2 separate regions of the Oryzias latipes genome follow, and region 2 is linked to region 1. The links are chromatin contacts, called in public Hi-C maps. All regions are on one chromosome and are shown on one strand. The core of a region is the stretch at or near the end of the contact, and the rest is flanking DNA. Distances in the headings are between cores, read along the strand shown. Region 1 holds the start of strn4 (striatin-4). Region 2 overlaps prkd2 (serine/threonine-protein kinase D2).

What was found. Hi-C and Micro-C count contacts between places; a contact is called where the count stands out from the background.
Region 2: a contact with region 1 is called in a Hi-C map of embryo, with 2.1 times the contacts expected there. The contact joins the enhancer-like site here to the promoter of strn4 in region 1. A contact is called at or near these places in 3 of 5 Hi-C or Micro-C datasets (all in embryo).

What each region holds. Positions count from the first base shown.
Region 1 is chr13:14,850,950-14,858,524 of ASM223467v1, forward strand. It overlaps strn4 (striatin-4), which reads left to right and starts at 4,075. Exons shown (of 18, transcript XM_011482555.3): 1 at 4,075-4,602. The coding sequence starts at 4,258. fkrp (fukutin-related protein) reads right to left here and starts at 3,415. Exons shown (of 2, transcript XM_020708262.2): 1 at 3,276-3,415; 2 at 1-2,835. The coding sequence starts at 2,771. The coding sequence ends at 1,173.
Region 2 is chr13:14,904,212-14,911,786 of ASM223467v1, forward strand. It overlaps prkd2 (serine/threonine-protein kinase D2), which reads left to right. Exons shown (of 19, transcript XM_011482554.2): 10 at 58-135; 11 at 232-544; 12 at 618-670; 13 at 754-826; 14 at 1,028-1,134; 15 at 1,747-1,908; 16 at 2,155-2,253; 17 at 2,436-2,703; 18 at 3,870-3,955; 19 at 4,507-5,968. The coding sequence ends at 4,716. Among protein-coding and RNA genes, the nearest start is that of LOC101161496, 14 kb to the right of the region's middle. Within about 2 kb of position 4,625, at least 1 of the 8 cell types and tissues checked has an H3K27ac peak or open chromatin away from gene starts, as enhancers often do. A contact at or near this core is called in embryo, where this site is marked.

The DNA of each region.
Region 1 (7,575 bases), core at 2,825-5,324:
TGCAAAACATTTGAGCTTAGTAAGAACATACATTAATAACTAAATAATACATTCTACTTTTATTTGAAATTGTTCTCCGCATTTGACCCATCCCCTTGGGGAGCAGTGAGCTGCAGACGTGCCGCGCTCGGGAGCCGACAGCTGGCTGCAGAGAGCAGGGATCGAGTCGCCAACCCTTTCGGTTCCTGGACGACCCGCTCTACCACCTGAGCCAAACACAGGTTTGCATACACAGGTTCCATATGCAACACAAGTTTGGAGGTATTAATGAGTTAAAAAAGGCCTGTTACAAAGATCCACAAGAGACGAAACAAACAAAAATAAAAACACTACAATAAGAAAAAAAGGACAAAATGTAGCTTTGAGACCCTCTTTATAAATAGAGATGGGAAACCTAGGCCAAATCAGAATACTGGTTGTATTATTATGACTACATTCCAAAACATTTAAACATAAAATGTGGCCTAAAAAGGCAAATAAAACTAAGATGAATGGAAAATTGGTACTGAAATGTAAATTGTAGCATATAAAACCCACAACATGAAACACCAAAGTCTGGCACACTTTCTTTTTTTTTTATCATGGTCTTCTGTATAATAGCTATGGATTTTTTTGCACATCAACACGTCTCTTTTCGTTTTGCAAATGCGTTCATAGAAATACTTAATACCAAACGGTTTTGGTATAACATTCATAAACTGTGTGTAGATCAAATAAATATAAAAAAAGAGGCAGTCTGGACAAAAGGCAACATTATTGACAAATTTTAAAATATTTGGTGGCAATGTTAGTAACAGCTTTATACCTCTCAGCTTATAATGTAAAAACTAATATCGGAATAATTTAATTTATTTCTCAACTTTAAACACTTTCTTACACACATAATACAGTAAAACAAGTTCCGTTTGCGTAAACATACACTTCAGTTTGGACTGACATTTTTCAAGTATGCAGTAAAAGCCTCCCAACGGAGAAAAACCACACAATTAAACACGTAAAAACAAAAATATAATTGAATAATTTTTGCTAATAAAGAATTTTGTTATATCAGCAGTCATCCTGGCACCATTTTTGTTGGATTTTGTGGCAACATTTTTTGAAGACAACCTAAAGAAGATTTTTTTTTTTTGGACAATTCCGCAGTAAAAGTTCATGCAAAAGTTTATTTACACTCATAACTTGCTTCTGTCCAGCCTCTTTTTAGCTGGGTTGGGGTACTGGGGGTTCTCAATCACCCCCTCCCCAAACTTGAGCTCCAAGAAAGCTTTATGGTTGTTGGGGCCAAAAGCTGTGATGCCGGCAAAAGGCATGGGCACCAGCGGCTGCAGGAAATGTTCTGGGAACTCCACATCTTGCTTGTGGTCTGTCCATGTGTCTTTGGTCATGACGCCATTGCGCGAATAGAAAGGCCAGAGGTCAACGTGCAAGTGGTTGGCCTCACTGTACTGGACTCGGTAAAAGTCTCCTTCCACAGCGCGCTCCCACACGTAACCATTAGCATCTACCAGAGAGCCCGAATCCAGGTTCTTCAGATGATCACAGTTGGGCACATCCTCCAGATAGATCCCCAGGTCCACGTCGTAATCCCACGGGATAATGTCTTGGTGGCGAACAGCCCCGAGCAGAGAACCGCCTTCGAGCCAGTAGCGCACGCCAGAACTCTCCAGGATGTTGATGACGTACTTTGTGGTTTCTCTGAGCGCTCGCAAGCAGCAAGGGGGTGTCCAGCGCTCTAAATAAAGGTAGTCTGGGGTGTCATCCTGTACAGTGCCGAAGCAGCGGGGGGTTTCTTTACTACAGCCAAACCACTGCTCCTTCCCATCAGACAGCAGGAGGCGCTTTACACCAAAACCCTTCATGAGCTTGCCTGTAGCCTCCTTCATTCGAGTGTCTGCTTTCCACTGGTTGTGTGCGGAGCTGAAAAGTGGACGGTGGGTTGCTGAAAAACAAGGGCTTTCCAGCAGTTTGACCTTCCAACCCCTCAGGGCAGTTTGGATGAAAAGTGCTGGAAAAAGAGGGCGGCCCAGAGGGACAGAGAGGTTAAAGAGATCCTCTGTGCGCATCAGGACCACAGCATCTCCTTGTAATGCAGTACAGACGCTCCCACTGCTTCCAGACGCCGCCGGCGAGTAGGTGGCCGTCCACTCCCTGAGGTTCACTCGCAGGTGGAGACACTGCACGGCGGACCGGACCAACACGGGTGCAGCTACCATCCGCACAGGACCCCCGCCCTCGCCTTCTAGCTCCCTGATGAGCCTCTCTATCACCCGAGGTTGTTCCAGCTCCACCCCATCAGGGACCAGAAACACAAACTCTGTCTGGACATGAAACTCTGGCCTGTGAGCTTGGGGCGGCTGGTCCGGGCTGGGGGAGAGCACAAGAAGCCGGGCGCCGTCGGGAAGCACCAAAGGAGGATATGGAGGCACGTCAGCCACGGCCAGGAAGGGCAGGTCAGCACGCTGATGGAGGAAAGAATTTGCCACATCTCCCACAAAGTTTTCAAAGTTCTCAAACTCTCGGAGCAGAACAGTCACTCTTGCACTTCGACCGTGTCCTTCGACTCCGACCAATCCACGATCACCTCCAGCCCCCCCAACGGCCACCAGACCTCCTCCGAGCCCCGAGGCTGGAAGGATAGCCCTTCTGGATCCTCGTCCAAGCTCTTTCCTCTTCTCCATCATCTGCTGTTGGGCTCGAGATACATAGTAGAGTATCAGGAGGTTCAGGACGATAGCAGCAGTCAGCAGGCCTTGGCAGAAACTAATACGCATGGCAGCTAATAACTCGAGAATTCAACTTGAGTTTGCTGGTTTATTATAGTCCCCATGTGGACTCCTGGATGAGGGGAAAATATAACAAAAGAAAAGAAATACATAAGTATATTTCACTTATCGTGTAACAAACAATAAACACATGTGTCCTACAGCCTGCACATGAGGTATAATTAAAAAAACAACATTCATGTAGTGAACACATCCTTAATGCAGCTGCAAAAATCCAGAATCTAACCTTATTTTGATGCATCTGCATCACTACATGCAGAACATGGTGTGATCACAACCTGCGCCACTTATCGGAAGGTTTTCAAGAGCTCTGCCAATGACATCGGCTTTAGAAAGCGTACTGCAGCGGCATTTGTGGTCCCATTCACACAGCTTGTTATAACAACAAACCGGACCGGGTCGGTAGCTGCAGAAACAAATGCTGACATGTATTATATATTTCTTTTTGTACAACTGTCATCTAAAATCGTATAATATTAAAAACTAACGTACACAATCTGATGAAAATAACATCGTGCCATTTGTAAGACTTTTAATAAACATTCAACCTTAAATTACCCCTACAAACCCTTAGCATCACGCTAGCATACTGTCTGCTTCTTACAGAAGCAGCGTCATTTCCGGTACAAGGCTTTCAAAATAAAGTGATATTTTCCAATGATCCCGTTTTATTATTTCTATCGTTTACTAGAGTCAAACATCTGCTCGGAATACTACCAGATGGGTGATTTAATTAGGTTACGTGAAAAAAAAAACATTTTAATGTTTCACAATTGTAAAATCTTATTGACTCAGTACATACTAGAATTTATTTGTTTGTTTGTTTTATGCTATAATTTCAAGAAGAGTAAATACTTAGTTACGTTTTATGAAGTGGCTACTGACAAGTGGATTTAAAATAAAGTTAAAGTCGGAAATAAATATATTGATTGTCTTGGTGGAAAATTAATGTCTTAAAATAGTCCGGCTCACAAAATGGCAGGAAATCAACCGCCTGGGTAACTCGCTCATTGTGGACCACAGAAAACGTCTCTTTTTTGTCAGTCGCTCACGGATTTTCAATGGCAAACATGTCGAGCAGGAAACAGTTCCCAAAAAAAGCAAAAATAATAGCTTAAAACAGAACAGTGACAACAGTCATAAGTAACAAGACATATTTTGTATTTCCATTGGTTTGAAATCATTTTTATATACCACCGTAAGTTTCACAGTTAAATGTTTTCTTAAGGTTACATTGTGGAAAATTTGTGGAAATTTTGTCTTTTAATCTGAAAACTCCAAAGCGGAAGTGTAGTATTTTACCGAGAGAATTGTGATTTTACTTTGTCGTCTTAGAAAGGAAGAATTGAAGGTAGCTTGTAGTAAAGAATAGTTGGATAAAAAGGGGACACTGGTTTCTATTTTAGTTATTTTTCGCTGCTGCATTATTCCCCCTCTCCAGCCCCTTATCCTGGCTGAAGGTTGAACGGGTAAAATGGAGGCGGACAGATCAGGCGGAGGACCAAACCCGAACTCCGGAGGCGGTGGCGGCGGCGGCGGCAATAGTAGCGGCAGTGGCAGCATTGGAGCGGGGCGCAACCCTAATGGGCCCAAAGCATCACAATGCCCGGCGACATCAGCTGCCGTGAGTGGGGCCATGGCAGCTGCAGCCACGGCGGCAACAGCGGGGGCCGTCCCCGGGTCGTCGCAGCCGCCTCAGGAGACGCAGGACGGGGACTCGGGATTGACGCTCCCCGGGATCCTGCATTTCATCCAGTACGAGTGGGGACGTTTCCAGGCCGAGAAATACCGCTGGGAGGCTGAGAGGGACGAGCTGAGGGTAAATATGTCTTCTCGTTAACTTTTTGTTAGTTGCAATATTGCCGAGTTGAGGTGAGTAACCCAAACTGCGAGCCTTATTGGACTCATTTTACCCATGAATGTGAAATAAAAGCCCCTTTGCCTTGCTGTCATGTTGTTTCATGACAGCAGCATGCTAATGTGTGCTAACATAACATCCCAGAGTCTTTGAAGATGTTTACAGTTTGGCTGCAGAGAGATGTGGTCCAGTGTTTGCTCTCCATAAGGAAGTCACAGGAAAACCCCTTTCATACGTTCAATTAGGTGTAATTACTTAAACAAATCTAATATTTTTTTTTATTTTTATCTATAAAAACAACCATTTAATATCAAGAAAGGTTGAATTTCATCATGACTAAGATTTAGATTTTTTAAATTAAAGCAATGACCCTACAAAAACTTAAAATAAAAAGAGCCTTGTTATAATAATCTCAAGAAAGTGTTTCAATAGTATTATAATCTTATTTTAATAAAACATGTCTGGCTGAACAACATTTTTTTCTTAGAATTCACTTTTCTTTGCCATTGGCAGACTTTTTATTATTTTATCACTTATTTAAAGAACAGTTTTAACATTGTTTTTGGCTTATTATTAGAGGGTTTATTTTTGCAGTGTAGAATGCTTTTTTTGCTTAAAAATAACAATTTTTTTTTAAACAAAAATAGTTCACATATTTGACCAATTGAAATGATCTTTTTCAGTGTAAATCTATCATATTGTCTGGAATTGTGGTAATTTAGCTTTAGGGTTGGAGAGGATTTTATCAATGCCTTTATTACGACCTCTACTTTATACAAAAATGTAGCTTTATGTTGTTTTGTATCAGAAAGCATGGTTTCTTTTTGTCAAAATGGAATTTGTTGTCTTATTAGAGATCAAACCCTTAAATAATTAACTTAAAGTCAGCTTGGCTTGTTATGGTGCGTTAAAAATAGTTTAGCAAGGATTCAAATCTTGGCCAGAGTTATGTTTGTTATTACATACGATTGCATACGTTTTTGTTGTCTGGAACAGTGAAATATATACGATGGAGCAGTTTTCAGGTCCATCTGCCCCACACTTTTAACATATATTATCATCCAGTCCTAAATCATAGTCTCTGCTTGTCTGTCTTTGTTTTATTTTTAATGCACCAACATACATTCTTCTTTATGGTGCATTTATAAAGGCCATCGATCTGAGTGTTTAGAATACAATATATGACTCAGTGGCATAAAAATGCCCTATAGCAGGGCCGGAGTTCCCTGATGTCCATACTTGCTTAAATGCCAACAGCAAAAGAGCGAGGTTGGAGTGTACAGCTCTCCAGAGTGATTACCCGGCAGCGCTTTACTTAATAAATTATTTCACAATTACGTAAGGAAATAAAATGCATGCATAGATATGTTCCCTTCATTTGGAAGTGTTCATCTTTTCATTTTTTCATCCCCTATGTTGCTTTCCTTCCCTCAGTTTTTAATTACAGGAATCTAAACGGTATCTGATGGAGTTCTCAAGCTAGGGAGGAAAACCACAGAAGACATATCATTGGCTTTTTTTCTTCTCTCTATTGGGCTTTTTTTTTTTTTTCCTTTTCCACTTTGCTCTCGACTCAAAACATGAAGTTATAAATAGTAGCCTGATAAAAAATGAATGAACAATAACAAACTGCCTGGACCGTGCTTGCTGCTTTTGTGGGCTCGGCAAAGAGCGGGAACGGAAAGTCCAAGGCAGGCAGGCAAGCGTCGGGTCCAACATGGCACTACTGATTGTTTCCAAAGTGGGTCTTTGCTGCACAAGGTTCGGCTCCACGTGCACAACAGCATCATGTGCTGATAGGATGAGGGGTTCGCTGAAGTGCAAGGCTGGCTTATATTTGAACACCCTGAGGCCACAGGCCGTTGGCTGTTGTTGCCAGTATGCTGAGCACGCCAGCGACCATCCCTGCTGGTTAAATGCTGCACGGTTAGCAACATACTGTGCATGCTTGGGGACATTGTGTGGTCAGCTCAGGTGCATTTGAATGTTTGTACACTTAAGGGGACACGATGGTAATGGAGGAACCCACTAAAAGATGCAGCAGAGTGATGGAAAGGATTAATGGAGGATTACAGCAGTGGAACTCAGGGAAGCGTTTGTGTCTTTGAGATGAAGCGGCCCACTCTCTGTGAGTGTGTGACTCTTGAGATCCCACCTGTGGTGGCGTGTCTCCATCGACGGGTTAGGAATTAATCCTCCTCCTCCTCCTTCGAACAGGTGGAACACGTTGGGTCAAATGCGGGACAGGGGACAGGTGGCAGCGAGCGTGTGTGTGGGTCCCTCGGTGTGTGCACACTCTTAAAACTAGCCTTCTACCATGCATTCCCTACTGTTGCTACTGTTTGCTTGATAACCACATTTTAGGCAGTTATAGCTTCATTAATATTTAAGAAAAAAAAAAAGATTTCGCTGCTATTTTTCTTTTCTTTTTTAACGCATCTCTTCATTTACAAACTGCATACTTTTGTGACGTTCGATTCTTTTTGTTTTCGGGTCCCAGCCCCTTTTAACAAAATAAGACTCTACTTTTAGGATGTCTTCCTCAAGGATGACACACACTTAATTGGCTCTGTCCTAGAAAAGTTGCTCTACTTGTTTTTTTTCAACAATTGTCTCAGAGATGAGAGGATAAAATGATGTGGGGTGGAAAGACCAACGCTCCCTGCTCGGTTTAAAAAAGACTGAGAGGATGTGTGCACCGTAAATTCTAGAAATGTGGGGAATATAAATGGAAATGTCAAGGTTTGTAAAGAAGACTTTGTAAATAACCGTGTTACTGTTGGACTGACTGTATCAAATGTCACAAGACTAGCAAATGCTTCTTACTCGGCATGTTTTTCTTTGTGCAAGTGGAAATATGTCTTACCTTTGCTGTCACCTCTAAAGCTCGGATGACCGGCTGCTCCTCATTCAAGCGTTGGCCCTAAAGCCCTG
Region 2 (7,575 bases), core at 3,375-5,874, 54 kb after region 1:
AGTGCCCTTTTTACCTTTTTATTTATCCCATTTTAATTCCACCCTCCTCCTCCTCAGAGGAAGAGGCACTACTGGCGTCTGGACTGTAAGTGCATCATCCTCTTCCAGAACAATAACTCAAACAAATATTACAAGGTATGTGAAGTACAGCTTACCACAAACTATGAAACTAAGTCACAGAGGTGAAGTCTTCACTCATTTGTTTTCTAATCTGCATCTGGGGTCTTGTAGGAGATTCCCTTGTCTGAAATTCTGGAGGTGCACCCTGCAAGTGACTTCACAATTGCCCCACAAGGCACCAACCCTCACTGCTTCGAGCTCATCACAGGCACAGTGCGCTACTTTGTTGGAGAGGTCACACAGTCATCTGTGGCTCCAAGCCACCCTCAGATTCCTCCACAGACGCCACCGTCCCCCAGCCAGGTGGCGCCCAACAGCGGGATTGGGCTTGAGGTAGCAAAGTCGTGGGAGGGGGTCATTCGCCAGGCCCTCATGCCAGTCATTTTTCAGGATGCACCACCGGCTCAGGGAAACACGCCACACAGTAAGTTCAAACACATTGAAAATACACACATTTGAACCCAGTGTTGTATGAACTGTTGTGTTTGCTGTTTTAGGACAAGCCTCCATCAGCATATCTGTGTCCAACAGTCAAATCCAAGAGAACGTGGTATGGCACTCACTTTAGCAGTGAATTATCTATCTTTTGGATTCTTTAAAGTACATAATAAGTAATTCAATATTTTTGTGCAGGATATTGGCACGGTTTACCAGATTTTTGCTGATGAGGTGCTGGGATCTGGGCAGTTTGGAGTGGTTTATGGAGGTATGTTCGCATGTAAAGTGATGTTAAGTTAGTAGGTTTTGTCACTTTGACAAAAAAAGTCCAACCCAAACAAAGAGCTTGTTTTCTAATATTTATTTGTTAAATAAAATGTTAGCATTAGAGAAGTTTTTTAAAAGCATCACAAATTGAATTTTTGTTGGCTGTCATATTACCAGTACTAGCAGTCTTTTTATTTTTCAGGGAAGCACAGAAAGACAGGAAGAGATGTGGCTGTCAAAGTCATAGATAAGCTTCGATTTCCCACCAAGCAAGAAAGCCAGCTGAGAAATGAAGTGGCCATCCTGCAGGTAAACATACCTGCTAAGAATGTGCACAACTGACAGCACTACCTGACCAGACGACGACTGCACAGACACCATAGACACTGTCTCAGAGAAAAGATTTCAAAAATGATCCTCTGTTAAAATCCATGTGTATGTATGTAAACAATTGACAAGATCTATCAATATCCATCTATCTGTCTGTCTGTCTGTCTGTCTCTCTCTCTCTCTATCTATCTATACATATATATACACCAACATTACGTTATCATTTTAAAATGTAAAGATATGTAAGTATGACAGTTATTTTTTGTGTGTAGTTTACTGTGGTGAATCAAAAACATTTTGATCATTCATGAACTGCTTTGGTCCTCTGTGGTGTGTCCAGAAAAACCAGCAGATGGAGACAGAGGAACGTCAGCCTGTATCTGTGTTGCTCCTATCTCTTTTTTATTTAAATAGTCTTTTTATGAATTAAATGTAAATACTTGTTATGAGTATTAAATGCAACCCATTTTGTTTTTTTATGTCATACTAGTTGTAATTACTGCCACAATTGTTTTTGTAGGGTCACATCCTGAACATGATCCAAAAACGACCTTTTTTTTAATCCTCTGCCCTGCTTTTAAAATCTTTCAGAGTTTACGCCACCTGGGCATCGTGAACCTGGAGTGCATGTTTGAAACCCCAGAGAAGGTGTTTGTGGTGATGGAGAAGCTGCATGGGGACATGCTGGAGATGATCCTCTCCAGTGAGAAAGGCAGATTGCCTGAAAGACTCACTAAATTTCTCATCACACAGGTGTGTATGCGCCCCAAAGAAACAAGCCAAATATGTGTTGTCATATTTCCTAAGTTGTTGTGCAAAGGCAAGTAGTTGTTAATGTACATATGTTTGATAAAGTTAATGGTAAAACGTCTTGATATGGCAGTTCTTGGCATCAGGTTTTCTACTTTACAGTGTGGCATATAAATAAATGTCACATGTTGCTTCCTGGAACTAATTCAGACCTGTGTTTGGGGGATTCGTGTGCAAATGTGCATGCAGATTCTCTTAGCCCTCAGGCACCTGCACTTCAAGAATATCGTTCATTGTGATCTAAAACCTGAGAATGTCCTGCTCGCTTCTGCAGATCCTTTCCCACAGGTATTTGCACAACACACATCTGCCACCATTCTCATTTTTATGCCTGAAGTGCGGTATTTCACACCCTTGTGTGCGATCCCTCGAACGTGTCTTCTTTTAAATCCGTTTTAATGCAAATATCTTCATTTATTTCCACTCATTTGAACTATGTTATTGCTAATCGTCATCTTCATCTGTCATAGGTCAAGTTGTGCGACTTTGGTTTTGCTCGCATTATTGGCGAGAAATCTTTCCGTCGCTCTGTGGTGGGCACACCCGCCTACTTGGCCCCAGAGGTCCTGCTGAACCAGGGCTACAACCGCTCATTAGACATGTGGTCAGTGGGGGTCATAATGTACGTCAGCCTCAGTGGTACATTCCCCTTTAATGAAGATGAAGACATCAACGACCAGATCCACAATGCAGCCTTCATGTACCCTCCCAACCCCTGGAAGCAGATCTCCAAAGATGGTAAATTGAGATCCCAGTGAAGAAGGAAGCTCTTGTAGACTAATACAGAGATACAATACTTTAAATATAAAAAGAAAACATTTTATTTTAGCTGAAAGTCACGTTTTTGTTAAATAACTTCAACGTGATAACAATTTTTAACAATACAGCATAATTATATGCACATATAATTATGATATAACCAGTGTTTACATACTGTTACACTGTATAGTAGATGGTAAACACACGACATCATGAAATTTTAGTTGTGTTGAATCAATATTAATAACAAAGGACTTTGCTTGTTCTGCCTCATTAAAAGTAAACAAAAAAGCTATAGCTATGGTGTGAAAAACTAAACACAGCCATTATGAAACAATAAATAATCATTTGTTCCATTACCATGTGTTAAAATGAACTAACAATAATATCCGTAGTGCTGCTGCACACAATCAGAAACCCTTTTTTTTGACAAACTCAATGTAAAACAGCAGAAACAATGCGATATCTTAAAATATAATTTCATTTGCACCATTTGTTTTGTTTTTAAAGATGTTTTTAATTTATTTTACCTGTTGTGTTTTAGTACAGTGACTTTGATGGTCCTAAAAGGTGTTTTGAATAAAATTAATTCTTTTAAATACGGTAAATGTTTTTGACATTTTTCAGTGCAAATATAGGCTTTATAAGAAAAAAGTTCCGCTGATTCAATCTTCAACCTCATCAACTGCAGTAATGTGCGTGACATATCTAACATACGCAGCAAGTAGGATTTAGGTAACCTTATTTTGTGGTCTGACCTGTTTGGAAGTTCACTTTTGCAAACGAAAGAATGTTTTGTTTCTCACGGAGAAAGACAGACAGGCAGCAACAGTTCCCACAAGTCAAGCAGCCAAACCTTTAATTGAGGTAGCCATGATTATCAGCTAATCAAGTGAATTTTAATTAGCTCCCACTGGCTACTGTTTTTTTTAATTTATTTATTTTTATACATTTTGATGAAAACTGTACACATCACTTTGCCTGCCTTTTTATAACATAAAGTCATATTATTCATTTTAAAACCTGGCAAGGAACATTAACAGCTTTCTGTTATCTGTGCATATATGCATATATGCACAGAATTATAATTCTTTTGTGTATGATTGATTTAAATATAAATGATGGGCATAATGTCTTCTTTTCAGCAATCGACTTGATCAACAATCTGCTGCAAGTGAAGATGAGGAAGCGCTACAGTGTAGACAAAAGTCTCAGTCACACGTATTTACAGGTACTGCAAATAAACCACTCACATCTTCAAACAGGCACACTATTCAGACATATTTATCAAAAGTGAAGATTTCCTTTGGCCTCAAAGACAATTCGTCATGCTTTCAGTGCAGCTGTAATCCCTCATCAGAGATAAAGGATGCAGCAGCGCTCCGCAGACACTATCACATAGACAAAGCTGGGCCTTAAGATCGCGAGAATGCCTCAGTAATGTCTTTGCCTCATGAAGAAAGAAACAGATTTGAGCACACTCTTCAACTCTGTGAAGTTGTAACTGAGAAAATAGATGCTAAACAGTTTTGAGCATTTTTTGTTTGTTTTTTTTGTTTGTTTTTTGTAACTTACTCTGCCACTACAGCCTTAACTGGATGAAAATTCTATTTGCAATTTTCGGGTTATGTCAGCTCTTTGACAAGCAGGCACTATCCTAAAGTGATTACTGGATGGTCCTCTGTGGGCTCATCAAAACCACGAAAGCTTCTCTTATATCGATCCAATTTCATGGCCTTTTAAACTGAAATTTCACCCTAATGTTTGTACTTCGTTTCACAGGACTACCAGACGTGGCTGGACTTGCGACAGCTGGAGACCAAACTTGGAGAGCGTTACATCACCCACGAGAGCGATGACAGCCGTTGGCAGTTGTATGCCCAAGAGCAAAACATGCCCTATCCTACTCACCTTGTTCCCCCTCCTACTGCTGAGGAAGGTGGGGATGATGCAGATGTGCAAGGCCTCACAGACAGGGTCAGCATTCTCTGAACACAGAGAGACCAAGGACTCATTCAGAAAGGAAGTAGAGGATTACTATGGTTTACCTTGAGACACAGAAACAAGGAGTGGCAGAACCATTGGATTGTAGTAAGAATTTTGCAGAGCTGTTTAGGCACCCTAGGCTGAAAATCTGCTTTGTGCCACTTTTATATTATAAATCCAATTTCTTTTCGGCAATCTAAAAGTCCTCAGAATGTCTTTCAACCATTTACCTCGCCTGTTACAGCTCGCCTTTTATCTTTTGAACAGCCTGACTTTATATGGGATCTTTTCTTTCCATGGACTGGCAGTTTTTCCCCCAAAAGAAAATGAAGTTGAACTTCATATTTGTGTTTTTCACGAGAAAGCAAGGGTGGTGTGTTCACTTCCTCTAACTGTGATATGCCTCTTTAGGTGAAGCTTGAAACAGCAGCTCACTACAAACCACAAAAAGAGCTGTGGGTGTCTCTTCTCTACATGCAATAGACTAGACACATGAAAGCTCTTGTGGGCTGATTACAATTGCAGGCTTTCTTACTGTTTGCTGTCAATACACAGCTCTGATATCCCCCACCACAGGTTTCAAGAGATGGGGCTCTTTACAATGACAAGAGAACTCCTTTTTATATAAGTAAATGCATGCAGACAAAGCCATCTATATTTTCAAATGCAGTCCCGTAAAATTTTGCCAAAAAATGCAGCACAAGCTTCTTCTCCAGTTATTTGTCCTAAGTTGTAGCAACGTAGATTCCTTGATAAATGTAAGTTATCAAAGATGAAACTGGGGCGTTAACATTAACATTTTTGTTTTCAAAACAGTTTTGCCTATAGATATAAAATCATAGATGTTTCAGGCTGGTGACAGTGACTTCTATTGTGCTGAAGGTGCTAACTTCTTCCCAAGTTAGACATTAAGTATTTCACTGAAACACACATCTTTAACTGTTTCAAATTTGTTTGTACTGCAGACTTCATCTTACCTTCCTCTCGGGATCGCATGGCTTAAACGCACAGCTTGGAATTGCTAAAGTAGATGCTTTTTTGTTTTTGTTTAGTAATGTTCCTTATAGTGTCAGAATGCATGTTTCCATGAAGCAAAACTTTCTAGATAGGTCATTCAGCATTGAGTTTGTTATGTTATTCCATTATAAAAATATGTAACCCGAAATGTGTGTACTTATCAAAATGTTTAGATTGTGTTCAACAAGTTTGATGGATGACCCTGACCTTTACAGCAGATAATACAAACTTTCAACACTTCCCTGTTGGTTTTGGGGTTTTTATTGAACGATTAGGAGGATGTGTACTCCTCATCTCCTTTCAATAAGTCTGGAGTCCTCTCTAGCTGTAAGGTTGGGTACTGAGATGTGTGCGGTCATTAATCATGTATGCTCACACTCCTATATGTGTTTTAAGTCGTAAACTTACTGTATGTTTTGAGGATTCCTGCAAGCAGACACAAAGAAACAAGTCATTTTCAAAAAGCCGTCCTATTTAAAAAAATAATCTATGAAACTTGATTACCATACACAGGCAAGCCAGCATGAAATCTCTAAAATCCTCTCAGCTTCATTTTGACATTTGCTTTTTCTCATCGTTGAGTTAAAAAATAGTTTTCACTGCAGGTTTCTGTGATAGAGGGCAGCCGCTAAACAGTGCATGACAAAGAAAATACCACCATTTGCGAAACTGGAATAAATTACTCCTCACCTCAGCTGACTGACAGTTGTTTTTTTCTCTTGGAAGAAGAGCAAATCATTCTAGAAGTGGCTGTAGCTTAAATATTCTGACAGCAGCTGCTCTTTCACATCAACCAAGCTTAATTAAAGATGTAACGGGTTTAAGATTTCATTTTAGGTTTGCTGAAGAATAACTCTTGGCTGTCAGGTTATTTTATTTATTTTTCAACACATCTCCCACACAAAAAAATCTCTGCAGACAAGAAGAATGATTTGTTTTCCCATCAGTGATAGTTGCACCTATGCCAGCTCTGGTTAAATGAATCCTACTTCCTTCAGCTATGCAGCCATTATTGCTAGCAAATGATACTAAATGGCACGTTGCCTCTCTTTGTATCTCTTATCTATTTCAGGTGTTGACAGTTTTATTTCTGTGCCACAAGATGCACTCTTCCAGGATATTGTCTTTGTTCTTGAAAGTGGAGCTGAAGACCCCAACACTTACTTCAGCAGGGGAACTGCGTCAGGCCTCACATGGAACCGGAAATTAAGTTCCTGCTTTGTGTCATGTTAACTCCAATAATCGGGCCTAAATACAATAACAATGTGTCTCCAAAATATTTATATATTTTTTTTTCCACCAGGTCTGGTCTGATTAAAGTACCTGAAATATAAAAAAATGCTTCTCATATGACTAGAATTATGACTCCACTTGCCCTATTCTGACCCTGATTTTGAAGTACAAGCACGCAAAACTCAAACCTTAAACTGTCCCTCAAAGTCCCTTAGAAATATTCAGAGTTCACGGTATACCTTCAGTTCAGCTTTTCCAGTAGCTACATCTGTAAAATCATTTACTGGCAGTTCAAATTCTCAATTCAAAAAACAAAAAAAAATGAACTGCTTCAGAACAGGCGAGGAAAGACCCATTGACTGTAAAGAGAGCTGGACTGAGCAATCCCTCCTCCCTTGGGTTCCAAACAGGAAGTGTCCGCTGGCTCCAAGCCCTTAGACTTCTATTGAAAGATAGTCTCAATGACTCCGTCGTTTTATTTGTCAGAGTAACCATTCTTGCTCTGCTACCTTTTTTAACATGTTGTTGCTAATCCTATTTTTTTCACGACATTTTTTCTTCATTGCAAGTTATTCAAGTTATAAACTGACCAATCGGATGCCTCAATAGTGCCCG